Regions from separate parts of the Xenopus tropicalis genome. Here region 1 is linked to region 2. Evidence: chromatin contacts called from public Hi-C data. All regions are on one chromosome and are shown on one strand. The core of a region is the stretch at or near the end of the contact, and the rest is flanking DNA. Distances in the headings are between cores, read along the strand shown. Region 1 overlaps blk (tyrosine-protein kinase Blk). Region 2 overlaps gata4 (GATA binding protein 4).

Region 1 (6,274 bases), core at 65-2,564, 140 kb before region 2:
TGTCAGGTACTGGTGGGAGTTGCAGTTCAGCAAGAGCTATGGGGGTCGCAGGTTAGACCTCCTTTGTATCGAAATCTCTGGAATTGTGGGGTAATATGAGGGCTGCACCCACAAAGATGAATGCACTTTGGGCGCTTATGTAAACCGATGGCCATTGTGGCTGATGAATCTCTGTGGAGCTGGACGAGCAGGGACTCAGGGGAGAGGGTTATTCATGCACCTCAGTTGCCCTTTAAAGCCAAGAACAGATGAAAGTTGCCCGGAATGGCCCTGTGTGCCACTGGCCTGCAGCCCAGACATTCCAAGAGGGGAAAATGATCTGCATTACTGGGTTTAATTCCTTTACCGCTTCCAGTTCTTCACTGCAGGGGCACTAGTGGGTTATTTAGTATCGGGGGCAATGCCAGTGCCGTATTTTCTACATAAGAACCAGATAATAAAGACAAAGTGGGAGCCCTTCTTGCTCGTTATTTCATTACGTGGGTCCTTTACGTTGATAATCTCACATGTTCTGCCCTATTGATATTAAAGAAAATCTGTCACTCTGAAGTTTACCCATATTTGCCCCATCGGTGTCTATGCTGTTTCCCAGCAGCACCGCTGACCCCTCCCCTGTTGCACAAATGGCCTGTTTATAAAGTTTCCATTGCAGTAGGTGTTAAAATAGCTGTTACTTAACTGTTACTGAAATTGCATTATTTCTATTATTTTAATGACTTTAACCAACACAGATTAACCTGTAATTTGCCAGGAGCCATAGAAGCTGCGTTGCCCTGTCCCTGCCTGGCCAGCAGAGCTGTAGCAGGTTCCGTATCCTGGACATAGGGGTGTGAATACATAATATTTCAGCACAGAATATTTATTATAGGTTCTAAACCTTACCTCCCTATTGGTGAATCAGTTAGATCTCTCTTTATCACTATCAGGGGCATTACTAAAGATGGAGGGGGCCCATTAACTGCTCAGGGGCCCAAGAGGTTTAAGGGGGCCAGTGTGTCTGACTGATAAGCAGTATTTTTATGAAAAATATTTTCTTTTTAAAGGATAGAGGGGCCCTAAAATGAATTTGCTTTGGCCCTAGTAACATCTAGTTATGCCCAGGGTCGAATCTTTTGTCTCCTGCAGTTCCCACTGCAAATCTCCCAATGATTAGGAATAGTATAACACTGAATAAAACAAATTATACTTTGGCTTCACTTACACACTGTGGCACTAGGGGGCAGTCTTGTTCCACTCAGGAATAGAATAGACACTCACACAGTTCCAAGAGGCAGAGGATAATAAATGGGAAATAGAGAAACCATTAGGCCCTGGCAGAGGAAGCTGGAGAATCTGGTGATGTGTTTGGCTAAAGCAAGACTAGAGGTCTCTGTACATGAGAGACCCCCCCGGAGCTGGGGCCAACGTGATTCATTCTGTAGGAAACTAAGAGAGACAGACGGAGGGGATATTAGTTCTTTATGGGAGCAGAGACAGACGGTGGGATCTTTGGCTGAAGCAGTGTCAGAGTATTGTGTAGAATAGCGCCCCTCAGGGGGCATACCCGTAGTTACGGGCAACTATCCATACTATCCATACTATCCATATTATCCATACTATCCATACTATCCATACTATCCATACTATCCATATTATCCATACTATCCATATTATCCATACTATCCATACTATCCATACTATCCATATTATCCATACTATCCATACTATCCATATTATCCATACTATCCATACTATCCATACTATCCATACTATCCATATTATCCATACTATCCATATTATCCATACTATCCATATTATCCATACTATCCATACTATCCATATTATCCATACTATACATACTATACATGCGGGGGATGTGGCAGGGACACTTTGGGGGGGGTGGGTCCCTGGAGTGGTAGCTCAGTGGGCCCTGCACCCCCCAGTCTGACCCTGCCTGTTGGGAATTGCATGCCTAGTGACGCAGGGAAACCTGCAAGTGCCCCAACAGTGCTCTGCGCTGATACATGCAGTGGATTTGCACCTTAAGAATTCAAGCACAGACGTCATTTTGATGCCATGCACATAAAATCATAAAATCCCAGTTGCAACATTTTTGTTGCACCATTGCACCAAGTGCAACTCTACCTCTGGGCCAAAATAAAGCCGTGATTCTGGGCAGAAATTTTGCATTGTGGGTAATAAACACTGGAAATTGCTTCCAATCTGCACCCTGCACTTGGCTGTATATCATCCTTTTATTGCTTTATGGTTGGATCTAATAAGTTACTATCAGCTTCCCATACCGACAAGCTCCCCCTCTGTATCACCCTCCCATACCGACAAGCTCCCCCCCTGTATCACCCTCCCATACCGACAAGCTCCCCCTCTGTATCACCCTCCCATACCGACAAGCTCCCCCTCTGTATCACCCTCCCATACCGACAAGCTCCCCCTCTGTATCACCCTCCCATACCGACAAGCTCCCCCTCTGTATCACCCTCCCATACCGACAAGCTCCCCCCCTGTATCACCCTCCCATACCGACAAGCTCCCCCTCTGTATCACCCTCCCATACCGACAAGCTCCCCCTCTGTATCACCCTCCCATACCGACAAGCTCCCCCTCTGTATCACCCTCCCATACCGACAAGCTCCCCCTCTGTATCACCCTCCCATACCGACAAGCTCCCCCTCTGTATCACCCTGCCACAGGCTTACACACACATACTTGGTCTCTCTATGCAGATTGTAAGCTCTGTGGGGCACTGACCTCCTACCTTTTGTATATGTAAGGGGACATACACCCACCCACACACTGTAAAGGAAATGTAAACACAAATTACATGTCATGTCAGCACTTTTGTCATTTATATTCATATTTTTATAGATTTCAAGGTATTAGAAATGTTTAACTGCTGATATAATAGCTTTGAAACAACAACGCCACCTGCTGTTCATTCCAGATAACTGGTTGCAGAATTAAGGTAAGTGAGCAGAGAAGAGTCAGCCGTCCTTTATCCGGCCAGTTCTAAGCAGAGCAATATCACAAACAACAGTAGGTGGCAATGTTGTTTCATCATTATATCAGCCATTTAAAAACTACTAAATTGCAAAAGTGCTCAGAAGAGCACTCTGAGCAATTTTATTCAAGTTTTTTATTTCCTTTTACTTTCATCAATCAAATTACATTATTTGTTTCCTTTTGTTTTCACAATTTTATCAGTTTAAGGCTCCCCCAGAGTGACCCCTGCTGTTCTGCCATAAGAAACTGTGCTACAGAAAGTATCTCCTTCTCTGCTCAGCTTTATCATTGCTATATCATATTCAGGGTTGGACTGGTTTAGGGCTGACCTAGACCTTGATCCACGTCAGGAAGCATCAGCGCTCCCCAGGGTCAGACTGGGGGGTGCAGGGCCCACTGGGGCTGCTGCCCCAGGGGCTATGCATCCCCTTAGGGGCCACAGCCACCCGCCAACTGCCTGACTCCCTCCCCTGACCGGCACGAGGCAGTGGTGGCGTGGACTGGTTCTGGGCCCCACTGGCCCAGTCTGAGCCTGACTCTCCCCCACTGACCTCCCTTTCCCGATTGCACCTTGGTAAGTATTAACTATGTATGCTGGGGCTAGGGTCGCCACCTTCACTGCGTAGGAACTTTGGGCAGGGAGGCGGAGCATGATGTAATGGGGCGGGGCAGTGATGTCATGGTGTGGGGCTATGACGCAGTGATCTGTCAATTGCCGCATCAATCTTGGGCAAACCAGGCAGGCAGTTTTGACTCGGACAGCCCTAAAGAAAACCAGACTTTCTGGGTCAAAACCGGACAGGTGGCAACCCTAGCTAGGGCGGGGGGATACTCGGGGTGTGGGGGACCCCTGGTGTGGCAGCCCTGGTGGGCCCTGCACACCCCAGTCCGACCTTCCTCATATTAATATATCTGTCATACACGTAATAATGATCTATTTATAATCTCCATATATTTATCATAAATACATTTACAGAAGGAATGTTTCCTACATCAACGCATAGCAGCTCCCATCCTACCTCCCCAATATTACAGGTTATTTATTAAATCCCCACCCGTTTTCTCCTGTAGGGTTAGTAAGTGCAAATGTGGGTGCAAGAGCTGGAGCACTATGGTTCCCTAGTGAAATGCGCAGATCCCTTTCCTGTTTGCCCAGAGCCCGGTGCAGCTTCCGCTGATAGTAACACTTTAACCCCGCAGCCCCAGAGCCACATTTAGCCCTCGTGGGGTGGAATTTGTATCCTGCGCCTGTACGAGACCTCGAGGCTCCTGGCTGTACCAGCCGAATTGGCCTCATTAGTGGATTTGCCATTGATTTTTGTGCTCGCTATCTGTGCGGCTTAATAGATATGTTACATAGAGGTTATCATAATGACAATAGACTGACTATACTGGTACTTCTCTATCCTCATTATTATCGACCGGCTGAAGGGGGGCCAAGCCCTGAGTGCGAATCGAGCGCCCGGTCACCCGTGAGAGGATTGTGGCAACTGAAATGAAAGTAAGAAGCGAATGGGGCAGTGGGGACGTGTGTACAAACAGCAGCACCGCAATAACTGCAGCCAACTCAGCAAGGTGTGTCTGCTTCCCTTGCAATTTAAAGGGATAAATATAATACCAAGTGTAAGATAGAATGTATTTAGCTCAGCAGTGAGCTTTATATCTGTAGCACAGTCTATGGTATAAATCCAATGTCTTTGGATCACTGCCCAGCCCCACAGCTGCCCTAAAATGGCTGCCCAGGGGATCAGCAATAACAGGAAGTGCATGGGGGCGGGGCTACATGCGGCTGGGAGTAGGTGGCACCTTGTCAGTGTGAGAGCAGAGGGTGGGGGTGCAGAGGGTGGGGTGGGTGGGGGTGCAGGGGTGGGGTGCGGGTGCAGGGGGCATGGCGGGGGTGCAGAGGGCAGGGGGTAGCATCACTTCAACAGCCTCATAGTAGCATAGGATGCTGAAATGCCCTTGGGTGCTTCTAAAATGACAATTTGACCATATGGCAACCACGTTGGCAGCTTGTATGAGCCCATGTATGTGCAGCTCTACTCCTTTCCTGTGAATGCTTAAAGGGGTTGTTCACGTTTGAGTTAACTCTTAGGGGCACATTTACTAACCCACGAACGGGCCGAATGCGTCCGATTGCGTTTTTTTCGTATTGATCGGTAATTTTGCGATTTTTTCGTATCTTTTGCAATTTTTTCGTATCTTTTGCGATGTTTTCGGCGTCTTTACGATTTTTGTGTAAAAACGCAAGTTTTTCGTAGCCATTACGAAAGTTGCGCAAAGTCGCGATTTTTTCGTAGCGTTAAAACTTGCGCGAAACGTTGTGCCTTTTAAGTTTTAACGCTACGAAAAAATCGCAAAAAATACGAAAAAATCGCAAAAAATACGAAAAAATCGCAAAATTACTGAAAAAGTCGCAAAATGTTCGTTTCCAATCGGAATTTTTCCAATTCGGATTCGAAATCGTGTCTTAGTAAATCAGCCCCTTAGTATGATGTAGAGAGTCATATCCTGAGACAATTTTCAATTGGTCTTAATTTTTTATTATTTGTACTTTTTTACTTATTTACTTCAGCAGCTATTTGGTTGCTAGGGTCCAAGTTACCTTAGCAACCAGAGAGTGGTTTGAAAGAGAGGCTGGAATATGAATAGGAGAGGGGCTGAATAGAGAAGAAAGTTACAAAAAGTAACAATAACAATAAAACTGGAGCCTCACAGGGCAAGAGGTTTTTTTGCTCCCGGGGTCAGTGACCCCCATTTAAAAACTGCAAAGTGTTGGCAGAAGATGGTAAATCATTCAAAACCATTAACAAATAAATAATGAAGACCAGTTGAAAAGTTGCTTAGAATCAGCCATTCTATAACCTACTAAAAGTTAACTCAAAATCAAACCACCCATTTAAGGCCTCTTTAAAGGTTGAAGAGAGATAATTAAGGATGTGTTGGCCATACTTATTGCCCCAGTTATGCACGTAAAGCAAAGGATCTGAACAGCAGGAAGTGAACCCAACGATGCTCCATCCCGGAACCAAACGATATTCACAGTACGTGGATACAGGGCTGTTAAGATTGGACCATAAATCATTCTTGGGCAGATGAAGTGGTGCCCACATATAACCCAGTAGACTTCCCATTGAACAGCTACAGAATGCAATAGGGGTGTCAGGCAGCAAACACAGAGCTGGGCCTAATCTATGGAGCACCCTAGGCAAGCCCTGCCCATGATTGCCCCCACCCCCTGCCACAGTGGGGTAACTAGCAGCAGTGGGGAGCA
Region 2 (6,703 bases), core at 585-3,084:
AATCCGCTTTCACTGAGTGCACTATGGGGGCAGCCTGTGCTGCATTAAATGTGTATAATGCCATGTATTAAAGCAACTGCGGCTTTGAGGATATCTCAGTAAGTAAAAAATGAGCTGAGTAAGAAACTTCAGGCCACCGGTCCTCCCGAATTTAAATGAAAGACTTTATTTATAACCACAGAGATTTCATAATTATAACCTTTGCAGGATGTTTTTACACACTAATCATAGTGTAGCAGAGTTAGCATGTAGCAGAGTTTGCAAATGGCATTATCTATGAGATATTGATTTACACAGCCCCGGCTCTCTCTACTGATACAGGTACAATGGGAGCCAGCGTTTAGATAGCAAAACATGTTCACTAGATACAGTATTTGCTGTACTACAAAGTCTACATGAACTGCGATATCAGTTAATCGCCTTAAACCAAAGTAAAACATCTGAGGGGGAAAACAGTGAATATTATATTTCTCCTTGCACCGTCCGTTCTGTCCACAAAAGGAACCTTGCAAAGGATTCTTAGCATTTTTCTTTTGACATATTCCTGGAAGCCAGTCAAGAGAAAAACACTCCTTGCAAGTCCTTGCATTTTTTAATCCTTACTGCAAGCCTCTTGCAACCTGCAGCTCCTGGCATCCTCCCTTATTTGTTGGGCATTTTTAAAGGAGAACTTAAGCTCAACAAAGAATTAGGCCAGAAATGCTACGTATTATGTGTTGGATTTCTGTACCAGCCCATATCCATCACAGCCCTTTAGCGGGGAATTCTGAGCCCCTAGAAAACCCATTAGGGCTTCCGAAACTGAGCTGTTACAATAAATTCAGTATATAAAATACAATCTTGTTTATCAAAATTCTTTGATTAACATCTAGATTCTTATTACTTAGGCACCCCAGTAACATAAGCCCTTTTTAGACCAATGTGGCAGCTTATCTGCCCATGTAGGGGGCCCTCCAGTGGCCTAGTCAACAATTATCTGGCCAAAAATCGTCCAGATGTCAGTCAGGCAAGTTTGATCTTTCTGCCAGATCAAGGACTGCATTGTCTTGTTGATGCAGTCCTTGCACTGATGACCTGTGTCCCTGGGGCCAAATGATCAGATCAGCCCAGTATCACCCACCTTAAGGTGGCCATACACGGTCCCTTGTACCGATTCGGCAGCTTATCGGACCGTGTAGGAGCAGAATCGAAGGGTATGCCCGACCGATAATTAAAAAATTTAGTTGGATCAGGGACGGCATTGGCTCGTTGATGCAGTCCCCGAACCAACTGCCCCATTGCCGCCATTATAATTTGGCCTGGGGCCAAACGATCAAATTAGCCTACATGTTCCCCGATATCGCCCACCCGTAGGTCGCCAAGCGAGCGAATCTTCACGTGCATGGGCACCTTTAGCTATGGAGGGGCAGATTTATCAAAAGGTGAGATTACAGCTCACTACTGAAAAACCCACCCATTTTCTATTTATTCCCATGGGATTTTTAGAAGTGTATTCATAAAGTGGTGAACTCTAGATTTCACCCATTAATAAATACACTGCTAAAAATCCCATAGGAATGAATAGTAAATGGGTGAGTTTTTCCTGTGGGAGCTCTGCCCCTTAGAGATGGTGGAAATCTGTGTATATCTGATTATATCAGAGATATGCACGACTTGCTGAAATGAGGATTTGCTCTTTCCGGTTATAATCCTAATCTGTCAGACTGAGTGCTCATATAAGTGAAAGGGAAATTGTTGGTGTGTTGTGGCCAAGCAGTGCACTGGGAATAGCTGTCCCTTTTGCATTGTTCTGAAAGCTAGTTGGGGGATTGTTAGGCAATTTGCCGGCTAAATAAAACCTTTTTTCTTTTCCTGTCTGTTTGTATGTAAAGGAGAGGCGGGGGAGCGGGCAGAGTGAGGCAGGCAGGGAAGTGTCAAGAAGCCCATAATGGCAGGATTTAAAGCCAAGTTAAGTAGCTGACTGCCATAAAGAAATTCAGGAGTTACAAGTTCAAACCACAGGTGTTAACAAAGAAAATATTGGCTAAGAGAGGGAAATCCTTGTGTCCTTTATTTCTACCAGAGGGTGCTTGGAGCGAGAACTTATTGCCTGTTTGTCTTCCCATTACATACACTTAAAGCTTACCATCTTATCACAATTCCGTCATCATAAAAGTAACAATATATTCACTTTATAAGCAGGATTTACTTTGAGTAAATGTTTAATAAAACAAAGGGATAGGTTATATGCCCAGCTACTGTATATGTATCTGTTTATTTGCATTCATTAACAATGAGCAGGAACTACCATATAAACTCCAATGAAACGGAGTCTCTTGTGGCCAAAGTATCAAATGCTTAATAAATATAGTGGTATATAGTATTACATTGAAATTTGTCTGGGGAGTATACACATAAAAAATGAATTTGCAGGGTTGTATATATGGGGCTGCTGTGGCATCTGGAGGCCGCAGGTTTCCCACTCTTGGATTATTCCAAAATCCCACAAAATCTAAAAAAAAATGAGTCGGACATCTTTAGTTTAGGGGATTCATCATCAAGGGCAGGAATTAAGGAATAAGTGATTTGTTTTTTTATTAGTTTGTCATCATTTCTGTTCTGCTAAGAGGACCTTCCTCAGAACATCCCTCGATGATGATCCCCCAGATGTCTTGAGAAAGGTCCTTTACACAGGAGCAAAACGTTGAGTACAATATACAAGCAATATTATAACAAGCACCTCACAGTACTATGGTGTTGCTGCATGCTTAAGCCCAACCTTATCTCCCACCCTTGCAATTTCCTCTCTCTCTGCATCCCTGCCCTTAAGCTGGCCATACACGCACCGATACTATCGTACGAAACCTCGTTTCGTACGATATTCGGTGCGTGTATGGCATGTCGGCGAGTCGACCGATATCGCAGGAAGCTGCTGATATGGGACGACTCGCCGATCGGCCAGGTTAGAAAATTTTGATCGGGCGCCATAGAAGGCGCCTGACCAAAATCTGCCGTCAGGGCTGAATCGGCAGAAGGAGGTCGAAATCCTATTGTTTCTGCTGTTTCAGCCCTGACCGTGTGTGGTGGATCTGACCGATGGTCGCACGAAACATCGTCAGATCGCCACGTGTATGGCCAGCTTAAGATACATTTCCTGTTGGTCTCCCCTTAACCTGTTCGGACTTTCTTTATGCCCCAGACATGTACAGGAAGCAGGAAAAACCAAATGACTGGAAGTTCTTGGTAGTTCTTAATTACGAATGTCTTACTGTAGTCTACCAATGCCTGATGCTGACTTGGGTCCCAAGTGTATTGGGCATTACATTTGCCCTCTTGCTCCTACATTTTGATGCTGTCATTATTTGAACAGGTTTAATTGTATAAAGCTGCAGAGCTGCCTCTTAATTTTTTTGTCTCTAATTCACAGAGTTTTTTGATGATTTCTCCGAGGGACGAGAATGTGTCAACTGTGGAGCGATGTCAACCCCACTTTGGAGGCGGGATGGAACAGGCCACTATCTATGCAATGCTTGTGGATTATACCATAAGATGAATGGGATCAACCGTCCTCTGATCAAGCCTCAAAGGCGACTGGTAAGGAATATTTGCACAGCTTTTTTTTGCTCGTTATCTATATATTTATGTTTACTTTAAGCAGTCAGGCCATTTGTTAGGAAATCCTTCACTGCAATCTTAAACCCCTGGGTGTATTAGTGGAGCAGGTTTAAAATAAGCATTAGTAAATGTTGCACTGCCTCCATTACCCCCAGCCCTAGTCTGGGTTTTGGTAACAAAGGTCTTGGCTAACTGAGCTCCCTGACATATGTGCATATTATGTTTAATTTATGAGGTCCACTTATACTTCCATGTTTAGTCACAAGGCAAACTCTGCTCCAAGTCTAGTCACTCACATCAAGCAGTCAGGGATTTGACCTGCTTACCAGTACATGTTACCCTAGCCACAAATGCAGTATCGGACTGAGATGGCAGGGGCCCACCAGAAAACACTGGACAATGGGCCCATTCTCACAACTTTCCCTCAATCCCTCCTCTCCTCTCTCAAACTCTTTATTATACTTTTCTCTACATGCTATATTCTTCCATCTATCAAGTTTCCATGTTCCCATACAGAAATAGGGAATGACCATGAAATAGGCTAAATAGATAGAAGCAAGAGGGCCCACTGACCCCTGGGCCCACCGGGAGTTTTCCTGGTATCCTGCTGGGCCAGTCCGACACTGCACAAACGTTAGCACACTACCAACTTTATAATACATGCTGCTCATATGCCAGTTGTGCTGATGTTCCAGTGTTCTGCATTGGGAGTTGCCACTGGTCTGTGATGTAATTTACAATACTTGATATATAAGAGAAAGGGCACAGAAGTGCACTACGCCAGCATTTTCTAGACCTTGACTGAAACAAAGACGTCATTTTTTTTTTATTTTTTGCTGCTGCTGCATTGTAAGACCTTGGGTGGATACAGAGGACTTTAGATATACTGTCCTCTATTAAAGACATCATGGAAAGAGATTCATTTCACTGGACTTTGATCTAATACCTTCAGCATCATAAACAAATGAGTGATGACTTCTTCAGGAGACAGCTATATTGCTTAGGTGGAGGTGGCTTGAGTGTGAAGTGACCTCTTTAGATTTAAAGTTATTTATCTGTAGAACTACCCTGACATAAGGCCTCACCCCATAGCTGATATTTAGATACATTATATTAAATAGGAAACCAGGGAGTTGTTCTGTGTTTCCCTTTTCGGTGTGTTGGAAGGTGACGGGGTTGTGGGTCAGAGGCAGCTGGAAACCAATTCCTTATACAATACAATATACCTGCAGGTCCCCTCCTTGCCTTCATGAGTAATGCCAGATGGGTTTAGCTTCCAGAGAGGCGATTTACACTTCACCTTTAACCTAACTCTGACAAAGCTCAGTTTTCCATTCTTCCTCTGGACTGGTAGGGCAAGAAGTGATCTCACTTGTGTACTGCTCATTTATTTCCACCATCATATATATATATATATATATATATATATATATATAGGGTTTGTCCCTGAGGAAGAGCACAGTTGGTGCTCGAAACGTTGGATCGTTTTCATTAAAAAATTTTTTGTTTTCTAACAAAGTCCCTGCGTGTGCGGCTCATTGTCTTGTTATATACATGGTTTTTGCAAGCACCTGGGGCATTTGATTACTATTAGGGTGTGCTCAGTTCTTTTCTGTATATATATATATCTTCTGTCACCAGAAAGTGCAGTAAAATTGCCATCTGTCATAATGACCCTTAAAAATACCCTACCAAGGCCAACCAGCCCTAAAGATCAATAGATTTTTTAACTGATTATGTGAGTAATAAGGCCCCTGAATTAGTCTCTTGAATTTCCTGTAATGTCTTTATTTTCACCGCAACTCAAAATAAAAGATGTGTGGGCACACTGTGCTAAACATCATCAACCAATGGTATTTTCAAATCTGTCTAATTTTCTGGCAGCTATGGGTAGAAACTAACATACATACTGCCACCTAGTGATGAATGAACGCATTGCGGTTGTAGAGGACACCATTAATATTTCACATTGCATCTATACAGTATATAGCACCATAATATAGATATCAGTAATAGTGATGAGTATGGGAATTCAGCAACTTTTCCTGAAGATAAGATTCTCTGTCTGCTGCATATCAGTTGTAAAGTTATGCAATAATAAATGGGTTTATCTGAATGTATGATTTTTACATAACGTATGATGTAAGCCATTTGTACAGCTACTAAGGAAATCCCTAATAACCACTTCATATCTTGTCTCTTTAGTCTGCATCTCGCCGTGTGGGCCTATCCTGCGCTAACTGCCATACAACCACTACTACACTCTGGCGCCGTAACGCAGAGGGGGAACCAGTATGCAATGCTTGTGGCCTTTATATGAAGCTACATGGGGTAAGAAATCTCTTTTATCTACCTAGAAGGTCAACTAAAATTGCTCCTCTGTCCTGATAAAATCACAAGATATAATATTAATTGCTATGATTTCATACCTGGCCTTCTTCATGTCAGACCTGACTCTGTTCTCCCTTTCTAATTCCATTGTATAAAAAGGTGTAAAATGAATTCCCATGAACATGTACTGTCTAATTTTGATTCTGATTAAAAAAAACTATATCTGACATTTTCTTTTAATTCTGTAACAGGTCCCTCGGCCGCTAGCAATGAAAAAGGAAGGAATCCAGACACGAAAGCGCAAACCTAAGAACCTCAGCAAGTCTAAAACGCCAACAGGTATCACAAATAAACACAGCAATTAACTACTAGTTTTTTTTAGATGTATTTGCAATTTGGTCACTTATTCCAAATGTCTCCGTTATGCCATTACACTGAGGGAACCACCCAACTAGAATGCTTTAATGGCAGCTAATAAGGAGGGGTGTTATTTATCTGATAAAAAAAATAGTGGCGCTTATACTACCTTACTTTAATGATAAGTGTAAAAAATACCTATGTATTGATTAATATTTGCTTCAATGCTCCTTTTTTAATTCCTCAGGCCAAAACAGCAGTGACAGCCTCACTCCTTCCACCAGCTCCACGAACTCCGCCGGAGAGGAAATGCGTCCAATAAAGATTGAGCCAGGACTATCCCCTCCATATGGCCATTCGAGTTCTCTATCTCAGGTGAGCAGAATAGGCCACAAAAATGCTGTTATTCAGGAATGGAATC

What was found. Hi-C and Micro-C count contacts between places; a contact is called where the count stands out from the background.
Region 1: a contact with region 2 is called in a Hi-C map of neurula embryo, with 3 times the contacts expected there. The contact joins two enhancer-like sites. A contact is called at or near these places in 3 of 5 Hi-C or Micro-C datasets (brain, neurula embryo and tailbud embryo).

What each region holds. Positions count from the first base shown.
Region 1 is chr5:150,760,786-150,767,059 of UCB_Xtro_10.0, reverse strand. It overlaps blk (tyrosine-protein kinase Blk), which reads left to right. Exons shown (of 11, transcript XM_031903073.1): 11 at 1-446. Among named protein-coding and RNA genes, the nearest start is that of blk, 17 kb to the left of the region's middle. Within about 2 kb of position 1,314, at least 2 of the 11 cell types and tissues checked have an H3K27ac peak or open chromatin away from gene starts, as enhancers often do. A contact at or near this core is called in neurula embryo, where this site is marked.
Region 2 is chr5:150,616,817-150,623,519 of UCB_Xtro_10.0, reverse strand. gata4 (GATA binding protein 4) reads left to right here. Exons shown (of 6, transcript NM_001016949.2): 2 at 3,407-3,573; 3 at 5,800-5,925; 4 at 6,177-6,264; 5 at 6,530-6,657. Among named protein-coding and RNA genes, the nearest start is that of neil2, 11 kb to the right of the region's middle. Within about 2 kb of position 1,834, at least 2 of the 11 cell types and tissues checked have an H3K27ac peak or open chromatin away from gene starts, as enhancers often do. A contact at or near this core is called in neurula embryo, where this site is marked.